2 separate regions of the Mus musculus genome follow, and region 2 is linked to region 1. A link is a contact called in public Micro-C data. All regions are on one chromosome and are shown on one strand. The core of a region is the stretch at or near the end of the contact, and the rest is flanking DNA. Distances in the headings are between cores, read along the strand shown.

Evidence for each region. Hi-C and Micro-C count contacts between places; a contact is called where the count stands out from the background.
Region 2: a contact with region 1 is called in a Micro-C map of embryonic stem cells, with 6 times the contacts expected there. The contact joins the enhancer-like site here to the promoter of Slc30a1 in region 1. A contact is called at or near these places in 10 of 484 Hi-C or Micro-C datasets (CD4 T cells, the HL-1 cell line, double positive thymocytes and 5 more), 3 of 115 datasets of contacts at active chromatin or transcription factors (embryonic stem cells, memory CD8 T cells and microglia) and 3 of 9 other capture datasets (adipose tissue, liver and pancreatic islet).

What each region holds. Positions count from the first base shown.
Region 1 is chr1:191,903,011-191,908,048 of GRCm38.p6, reverse strand. Slc30a1 (solute carrier family 30 (zinc transporter), member 1) reads right to left here and starts at 1,268. Exons shown (of 2, transcript NM_009579.3): 1 at 436-1,268. The coding sequence starts at 1,042. It overlaps 1700034H15Rik (RIKEN cDNA 1700034H15 gene), which reads left to right and starts at 522. Exons shown (of 5, transcript NR_030669.1): 1 at 522-989; 2 at 4,464-4,507.
Region 2 is chr1:191,988,070-191,993,112 of GRCm38.p6, reverse strand. Rd3 (retinal degeneration 3) reads right to left here. Exons shown (of 3, transcript NM_023727.4): 3 at 4,831-5,043. It also overlaps the pseudogene Gm32460. Among named protein-coding and RNA genes, the nearest start is that of Mir3473c, 8.0 kb to the left of the region's middle. Within about 2 kb of position 2,927, at least 407 of the 459 cell types and tissues checked have an H3K27ac peak or open chromatin away from gene starts, as enhancers often do. A contact at or near this core is called in the HL-1 cell line, adipose tissue, double positive thymocytes and 8 more, where this site is marked.

The DNA of each region.
Region 1 (5,038 bases), core at 19-2,518:
CAGATACAAGTGGCAAGAAAAACTGGAAGATACACACAATGTTAACATCGAGGGTGGTAGGTTCTTTCTCATTTCTTTTCAACACTTACCTTCCAAATTACCATCAAGCACACGTGCTCAAGATGAAAAACGCTCGTTAAAACCACGAGAGTAATACATCACCACTGGGTCGAGCACCATTATGCCAACCCGAGGAGGTGAGGGTGCAACGTGCCTTGGCAGGTCCCTAAACAGTGATTTTCCGGATTAGGTGGTCGGTTCAGGGAAACACACACTCCCGTTCACAAAGGCCGCCTTTAACCAGGGCCCACACACCCCCAGCACATCATTATCAAACTTGTTCAGTGGGCACGAAACCACCGCGCACCTGGGCGCGGGGCGTGGCACCCACCGCGGTCGCCAGGGGGCGCCTGTCCCGAACACTGTGGCGCTCACCTGCCTGGTCCGCCTTCAGCCCGTTGGAATTGCTGGTGTTGGCCACCAGCGTGTTGGTCTCCTCCTGGTCCGGCGCCCGGCCCGGCGGCGCGCCCGCCTCGACCCCCGCGCGGCCCGCCTTGCGCGCGCCCTTGGCGAGGTGGCCGTGGCCGTGGCCGTGCGAGTGGCCGTGGCCCGCGCCCTGGCCCTCGCCGCTGTGATGGTGGAACAGACAGAGCCCCAGCACGTTGACCAGCAGCCCCGCCACGCCGACGCTCAGCACCACGAGCGGCTGCTGCATCTCATGCGGCTCGATGAAGCGCTCGACGGCTTCCAGCAGGATGGCGAAGCACAGCCCCGTGAGGAAGATGGCGTTCACCAGTGCGCCCATCACCTCAGCGCGGATCCAGCCGAACGTGTTCTTCTGCGTGGCGTGAGTCCTCCGGGCGAAGCGCTCGGCCACCAGCGCCACTACGAGCGCCAGCACGTCCGACAGCATGTGGAAGGAGTCGGACAGCATGGCGAGCGACGCGGTCACCCGGCTCACCACCACCTCCAGCACCATGAACATGAAGGTCAGCAGCAGCATGCACAGCAGCCGGCCGCGGTTGCGGCCCCAGCAGCCCATGGCGGCGGCCTGAGGCTCGGCGCTGACGCGGGAACGGGAGCGGCGCTGTGGGGAAACCGCCGGCCGCGCAGCTACTCAAGCGCCGGCGCTCGGCTGGGCTGGCGAGGCGGAGGGCGCGGCGGGCCACTGCGTGCCGAGGGGCTGCCGAGCATCGGACCGAAGCGCTCGGGAGACGGCGTCCGCGGCGACTGCGCTCGGCCCGGAGGCGTCCGCCGTCTTCGCCCCCCCTCCTTTGCAGACGGTTTACAAAAAAACTTTGCTTTGCACTCGGAACCCCCGTTTTCACACGGACCCGAGCGTGACAAGGCCCCGGTGCCCCGCCCCCCAGGCCCGGCTCGCCTCCCCATTGGCCAGAGCTGCCTCACGACAGCCCCGGCGTCCCGCCCTTCCTCGGCCTCTATTGGCTAGCGCGGCGGAGGGGCGGGAGGGGGCGGGGCGCGGCCGCGGGAGCTGGGGGCGGGGCCTGTGCACTGGGGAGCCGGGCGTGGGCCGGGGGCCGCGGCCGGGTGCAGCGGCGGGCGGTACGGGGGAGGGTGGGCGCGGGCCGCGTGCAGCGGTGGGCAGGCGGCAGGGCGGTGGCGCCGAGCCCTGGGGCGCAGTGAGCAGTTGCCGCTTCCCGCGGTGCGGGTTCCGGGCCGCGGTTCCCCTTTGCCGGCCCGGCCGCCCCAGACTTTGATCCTGGGAGCTGGGTGCACGTGGGGGCGGCTGGGTGACAGGTCGGCGCCCAGGAGGGGCGGGGAGTGTGGGCTGTGCGGACGGCGGCGGGGGCGCGGCCGCGGCCGAGTGAGGAGCTGAGTTAGGAACTGGTTGCTAGCAGCACAACCTTAGCCTCAGGAACACTTTCCATCCAGGGGTCACCCGCACGGCCACCCCCCACCCCTCCCCAGGGCAACCGTGTGAAGTCAGCTTGTCGCTGACACTCTTAAAGTGTGGAGTGCTGACTTGGGGCGGGAGCCTGCTGCGTGACTTGGGCAAGTCACCTAATCTCGCTACACCTGTTTCTTCATCAATACAGGGAAGGGTTGGGCAAGTGGAACTCTTCTGCTTCCTTCTAGCTAAAATTCCAAGGCTCTGTGATTTCACACTATTTATAGGTTTTTAAACCTCCGAACCCTTGTGTGGGCTGTTTGGAGGGGGAGGGGCGACCAGAATACAAAAGAAGATGGTGGGGAGGCACGAGGAACCAAACACCCTTGCTGAGTTGGCTAAAACTCTATGGAGTTCGTCCTCCAAGCGAGAACAGTGGATGTGTGCACATCTATGTGGGTAAAGCCCCCCACACCCCAATGGAGGCTATAATCATCAGAGAGGCCTCTGTTGAGTCGCCAAACCTGCCTTTCGAAGGACCCTCTGGGTACCAGCTATTGCATTGAGATATTCATGGCCCACTGTGTTCTTTTGCATGAAAAAAATTTCCTTTTGGCTTTTCTGAACAGTTTCTGTGAGTAAACCCTGGCTGTGCTGGAACTCCCTCTTTAGACCAGGCTGTCCTTGAACTCAGAGATACAGCTGCTTCTGCCTTCTGAGTGCTGGGATTAAGGTGTTCGCCACCACCGCTCAGCGGAAAATCCTATTCCAAGATTGCCTCTCACTTTGTACACCTTGTTCTCATCCCAGCACCCAGACTGGAAAGCTAGGCGGGTAAGAGAATAAATAGAACCTGGTGACGGACTGGGTATTGGGCGGCAAGAGAGCTAAAGGGGAGGATTAACAGGTATGTTTCGAAGCCGGTGAGGGAAATCCTGCCTTAAGTGGCATTTCTTGGGAAATGGGAAAACAGTGAAATCCACTTTGAGATGCTGAATTTGAATAAGCATGATAGCAGGGCTTAGATTGGACTCTGGAACTCCAGTAGTCACCCCATGCGCACAAAGTGGGAAGCACAGCTTCAAACTTTCTCCCAGCCTGCCTATATAGAAGTCTAAATTTGGAAGGCACTTAAAGTATCCTTAAGTCACTGGGCAGCTGGGGACCGTTTTGCCTCCTACAATGGCCCTTTATTGAGACAGATTCCTTTAAAACAGTGGTTCTCAACCTTCCTAATGCTACCCTTTCATTGCTACTTCACAATGATTTTGCTACTGTTACGAATCTGAATGTAAATATCTGTTTTCCAATGGTCTTAGGCAACCCCCATCTCCCCATGAAAGGGTCCTTTGACCCCCGAAGGGGTCGTGACTCACAGGTTGAGAACTACTGCTTTAAACACTAGGTAAATAATAAGGCAGGTTTCCCTTGCCAACTGGGTCTTGCCCCCACAGGGACTAAACAGACCAGCCTGGAAGATGTTTGAAGATGTTTCACCATAAAAACCATTTCTGCTTCCGACAGCAGCCACAGCTGAGGAGGCTGTCTCACATTCAAGCTGTCTCCCAAAAGGCTGCTTTATTCCCTCATCGCCTGGTAGAGGGTGGGGCAGCACAGCCCCAAAGTGTAGAGAAGTCACAATGGCCAGCCAACTCAACTTGCCTGATAATTTTCACATCCACGTTGATTAAATCTAGCACACTTTACTTTTAGGTACTGTACACTCCACCCTCTGAACTTGACACTCCTGGGGGGAACTCCTGGTAGAATCTTGGAGGATTGTGAAAGCCCCAGACCTGAACAGATATTGTCAAAAATCAGTGTAGCTGGGTGTGGTAGTGCTTGCTTTTAATCCCAAAGGCAGGAGAATCTCTTGTGAGTTAGAGGTCAGCCTGATCTACACAGTTTCAGGACTGCCAGGGCACATAGACTCTACTTTAAAAAAAAAAAAAAAAAAAAGTAAGACCAAGAAGATGGCTCGGCTGCTAAAGGTGCTGCACAGAGCTGGTGGCCTGAGTTTTCCGCATGGCGGAATGAGAGAGCTGACTCAAGTTGTCCTCTGACTTACACAATGCTTTTTGGTTTTTTGTTTGTTTGTTTTGTTTTAAGTTTTAAAAATCATTGTATAAAGTTGGGCCTTGCCTGCTAAGACCCAAAAACAAAACACCACAGACCATGTGAGCATGAGAGTGCATTTGACGTCAGCTGACCGTAAGTCATGTCCAGTGTTCAATCTCAAGGGAAAACACGGGGCAATGGGCTTGTTTATGCTCTTGTGTCTTTTGAAAAACACTTGAGTAGTTTCTACCTATAAACCAAAATCTCCAGCAATACCGGGAGTGCCAAGGTTTGATATTTGTTTAGCTGCCCCTAGAGGAATAAGCAACAGAACAAAGAATAACTAGGAACCATGCAGCACTAAAACTCAGGAACAGCACAAAAGGTCTCTGTGGTCCAAGGGAAGCTGGTAAGGACCCCTGGAGCAGGAAGTCCAACCATGTGCAGAGACCTGCCCAGCCACAGCTGGGAGGGTCTAGTGTTTATCTTCCTTGGTGGAACTGAAGGTTCTCTGGTGAGGCTAACAATAGAGAAAATTTTGTTTTGTTTTTTTCAGGAATAATGAAAATGGGGCCCAAGTTCTGCAGTCATGGCAGGAAGGTAAGGCAGCAGCACCCATATAGCAAGGCTTACGAGGAGCGTTTAGGAGCTCAGGCGTATTGGCCTGACTACTCTGGAGGCTGAGGCAGGAGAGAGTTCTAGGTCTGCATGAACCACAGAGTGAGTTTGAGGCTGGCCTGAATGACTTGAGAAGAAACAGTGAGGAGAGAAGGTTGGATGTGGCTTGACGGTGCACTGCTCATCTACTGCCATTAGGCTGTGGTCCCCAGCACCACAAAAACAAGCACCTATGGATTTGGGGTTACATTTATCTGTAGGCACACATGAATGTAGGGGTCCAAGGACAACTCCGATGATTTGGTTCTCTCCTTTTACCATAGGACTCCAGGGACTGAACTTGGGTTGTCAGTCTTGGTGGCAGACTTCTTTACCTGCTGAGCCAGCTTCATCACCTTGTGCTTTAGGTACTGTGCTACTTAACAACAGAGGCAGAGACAGGTGAAGGCTCAGGTATCTTAAAGATGGAATGCTCACATTTCTTTGGTCATGGTTTTTGTCTTTTGTTGTTCT
Region 2 (5,043 bases), core at 1,678-4,177, 83 kb before region 1:
CGGAAGGCGGTTCGCTGGCTTCATTTCTTTGGCTTCTTGGGCAGTGGCCACCGGAACAGTGAGGTTCTGGTTCATGGATCATATAGTGGAGCCATCCCTGACTCTGCTGAACACCGAGCTTCCTCCATTCAGATTCAGACATCAGATGGGTTTTAGGGACCAGCTTGGCTATGTCCTTGGGCAACATGACATGCCGGTACTCGAACTCCTCGTCGTCGTATATGTCCGAATAGTAGATTTGTTTGTGGGACATGATTGCTCTGTCGGAGGGCGCTCAGTCCCGCGCCGAAAACTAACAATTTTTTAAAGGCTTCTAAATATTAACAAATGTTAACAACCGTTTATATTCCTGAGGAAAGTGTTCACAAGCCCACAGAGGCTGAGTTTTCTATCATGTTCTGTCCTGTTGTCCTGCTCAAGTCCAGCCATGGTTTCTCCGCTGAAACAAACACAGCAGTCCCAAAACACGCACTTCCTGTCCTGGCTGGAATTTGACTGGGGAGGTGGAGAGGAGATGGGATCTGGACAAGACCGACCGGAAGGAAGAGGACATTCTGGGCACAAGCTCTTCCTCTCCTGAGCTTCTGGTCCTGCTCGGGCCAGGCACCCCTGCTAGATCCCCACCAGGCACCCAGGCTTCAGAACACAGGGCAAAAGCTGTCACATGCAGAAAGAAAACAGAGCCTCCCAGCAAAGCTGTGAGGGGAGGTAGGGAGATTCAGCCAGCTGTGACACTGCCAAGGACAGAGTTGCCTGTTGTCATGGAGATGTGCCCATAAGAACTTCTGACTGGGCCTTATAGGTCACAGCACCTCAGGGTCCTCTCAGGAACTGACAGGCCCATGCTTCTGGCCGGGCTAGGGCTCCTCCTCCTGCTGCACCCCTCTATGCACTGTGCCCACTCAGAAGGACAAAGCATCCACTGTGCTCCTCACCCAGGGACTCAGCCAGCTCCCCCCTCACCCCTTCTCCTGCCTCCATGTGTGAGAGCCTTTGGTGCAGGAACTTGGGTGTAAACCCAAGTCTCTTCCAGACACACAGTAAGCACTTTACAAATGCAGTGAGAATGTGATGAGAATGTGGATTCTCTAGGGTGAGAATGTGGATCTCAACCTAGAGTTTTCCCAGAGCAGAGGCAGAGGAAGGAGTCTGATGTACCTGTACCACTGCTAAGATTGCTAGTTCTAAGCGAGGGTCCGTGTCTGATTTCAGTTTATATCTCACAAGTTATGACTGACACATAGCAGGTGGGCAACACGGTTTATTTCACTTACTACGCTGGCTACTTTTATGTCAACTTGACACAAGCTAGAATTATCTGAAAGGATGGGGCCTCAAGTGAGAAAAAGCCTCCATAAGATCAGGCACGTTTTTCTTAATTAGCGATTGATGGGGGAGGGCCCAACCATTGTGAGTGGTGCCATCCCTAGGCTGGTGGTCCTGGGTTCTATAAGAAAGCAGGTTGAGCAAGCCATGGGGAGCAAGACAGTAAGCAACACCCCTCCATGGCGTCTGCACCAGCTCCTGTCTCCAGGTTTCTGCCCTGTTTGAGTTCCTGTTCTGACTCTCTTCAACGTTGAACAATAATATGGAAGTGTAACCCGAATAAAACCTCTTCTCCCAACTTGCATTTTGGTCATGGTGTTTCATCGCAGCAATGGAAACCCTAAGACAGTGTCCACCGGGAGATGAGTCAGGAGTGGGGCTACCTGAGTGTTCCTCCAAATGAGATGAAGCTAAGTGCTTGTTGCTCAGGAGGCTCTTGGAGGGTTATCTGAGAACACAATGACAAGTGAGGGTGACTCTGTCTGGGTCACTGTGCCCCTTATTTTGATAGTGCCTTTCTTCTCACTGCTGCACTTGATAGATGCATCTACTTGACATGTGACCCGCCACAGAGAGGCAGAGGAACCCGGACTACAGCTCTGCACCTGTGATCAGTCCTGACGGGCGTGCACATAGCAGTGGAAACACCCACACCCCTAGGCTCTTTTCCATCTCACTCCAGCACATCTCAGCACAAGCGATTGCTCATGTGCGAGAGGCAGGAACCCCCGAGGAGAGCCCTGTGTGTATCATCACCCCTGAACCCACTTCAGTATGTGGAGGTGCCCATGGTGATTATAATTCTAACACAGAGCAGCAGGTGACAGTCTCCAGGGAAGAGGGCCAGGCCAATATGTATGTTTATGTCTTAGTTTTCAACAAAGGTAAAAAGAAAATTTAAATGTAATAGCAAAAAAGTTTACGGAAGAGAATATAAAGAAATATTGGAGAGGGCGTAGTATATTTTGGGAGTTGGAAAGACAGATCAGTGGTTGAGCCCTGGCCACTGCTACATTCATGAAGGCAAAGCACCCATACACAAAAAATAAAAATAAATCTTCTGAAAAAAATTGTCTAGGAGGTGAACATCCGAGAATGTTTCAGAATGCTGTTCTGCTGTCAAAACACTCCATGTTTTCAAAATGATTTGACCACTGCTGTTTTCCACAGACATTCACTGCAAACTCCCCCCCCCCCCTTCAATAATTCTACACTGTCTGCAAGATAAAAGCCTTGAAGTTCTGGCTTAATTCTTTTTAGTTATAGTTCCTTTTATTTTCCAAAGTCAGGGAATTTTTTGAACTTGTAACTCTGGGAATGGAGAGCCTCAACTCTCCCAACATTGAATACAAAATATTATGTGAATGTGCATTTTGTTTCCAGTACAAGGTATAGATAGCTTTAAGTGTTCAAAAGATGTGACTTTCAGCTTGCTGTCTATACCAAGCGCACGGTGTCTCTTACTGCCCACCCTGCTCTGCTGCGGACCAGAAACCCGCCCACCACCCACAACCCGCAGCTTGACAGACAGAACCAGGCTGGGCGGGACTTCCGGGCTTCCATCGCAGGAGAGAACAAGCGAAGGGCGGGGCCAAGGGCTCTTCTGCCTATCGTGGTGGTGGGGGGGTGTTGAGGCCACTTCCGGTTAGGGCGTTCTGTTTGGGCGCTCTCGGCTGCTGGCCCCTCCGAGCCTTTCCACGCGTGGTGAGCAGCCAGGCCTTAGGACTAGAGTTTGTAATCGACTGTGACAGGATGGCGAAGGTTCCCCAGACTTGAGACTACGTGTTTTCGCAGGTTAATTCCCCAGGTTGCACGCCCACTTCCGTCTTCCTTTACTCTTAAAGGGAAGTGATTTTTCTTCAGGTTTCGGTGTATTTCTTTTTAGGTTTGGCTCTGGCAATTTTTATGCCAGAGTGTGGAGGTTTGTCGACTGGTCGTCCTGATTTCTTTATTCGACCTCTGTGTCCTGGTGGTTTGACTGGAAGACTCTTAGTTTTGTAGGCAAGGATGTATTTGTAGGTAACAATTTTAACTTTTCCCAGGGGTCCAGCACCTCACCGGATCCACCTAAGGGCGCTTACTAAAAGGTGGCATCTTATGTTTTGCCAACTTTCTGGTAGACAGCTTTTTAAAAGTTACACTGTTCATTCCCTCCCTCGTCTGCGAGCCATTTTTTATTATTCTTTTACATTAGAAATGACTAAGGTGGTGGCGCACGCCTTTAATCCCAGCACTTGGGAGGCAGAGACAGGCGGATTTCTGAGTTCTAGGCCAGCCTGGTCTACAGAGTGAGTTCCAGGACAGCCAGGGCTACACAGAGAAACCCTGTCTCCGAAAAAAAAAAAAAAAAGAAAGAAAGAAAGAAAAGAAATAAGAAATGACTAAGGTGTCCCAAATATTTTCATTATCGGTCTTGGAGGTGATCCTATCTCTTCTCCGCTGTTTAAAATAGTAGGTTTTCCAGTGGTGAGCCCTCAAGTGCAGTAAGTGAATATGAGTCATAGCACCATGCTGATAAAATTCTGAGAAATGCAGAGACAAAGCAGGTGATACAGAAGTGGCAACAGATGCAGTAAGGGAGTGTGGGATACATGGGCCAGCTCTGAGCCTATCACCATATCCCTACGAGCCCCCAACAACATCCAGATCAGACCCGGCCTCCACACCTACAAGGGCAGCACACCCCTAATCCTTTCTCCAGTCAGGTGTGTTCTCCACAGTCTTTCTTGCACAGTCCTAGTCTCCACTCAGCCTGTCCCTGAAGATGTGGATTCAAATATTCACACCATATTGTTCTTCACATCTTAGACGGATAGTGACCCAGACCACCAACCCCATGGAACAGGCACTTTTTTCAGACCAGCCCAGAATTCCATGCTTTCTCAGCTTGCTAGCAACAACAGGCATGGCAGACCTCCAGAGTATAAGTGTTTGGAACCGGAAGTACCAATACGGCAGATAAACTCAGACCTCTCATGGAGTGTGCTACACACACATTCCAGAAAGACAGTGTTTTGGAAGCAAAACATTTCTTCCTCTTAAGACTTTGTAAACAGCTCTCAAATATGTCCTAGCCTAAAAGACAATTTTCCATGGAAAATTAATGACATGTAATGACTGCAGTAGCTATTTGTGGGTTAAAGTAAGCATGCAGGTCAAACCTGCATGATAACAAACTACAAAGAATGTGGTTTTGTTATGGCTGATTATCCTCAGCCTTTTTTCCTCCTTGTGTGTGATTCAAGTGTGCACTAGAAGGCTCCTGAAGTATTAAGCCAAGCATGCACCCCCTACCCAGAATGGCCAATAGGTTTTTATTATTTCAAATTAGTAAAAATATGTACTATTAATAGCTATTCTTTACTGGTGCAAATGGTTGGCACTTTTTGCTGCTTTCCTCATTTATGAAAGAATTTAAAAATCTAAAGCCAGAGAAGAAATTAATGTTATGTAAAATTACATTATATACATATATATATATTAGAGAATCTTTTGTGTTGAAATATTTTATCAAATGGCCACAATTTATTAATTTACTGTTTATCAACATGATACTCCATAAACAATCTTCCATTGTAGAATTATAGAGCACTATGTGATTGAGCATAAACAAATCATAATTTTCTGATTGATGTGTGGATGTATGAGATTTGATGAGACCCTCACTCTCAGAAACAAAATGCAAGGAGTCATATGTTGGGAAGAATTTGGGTCATT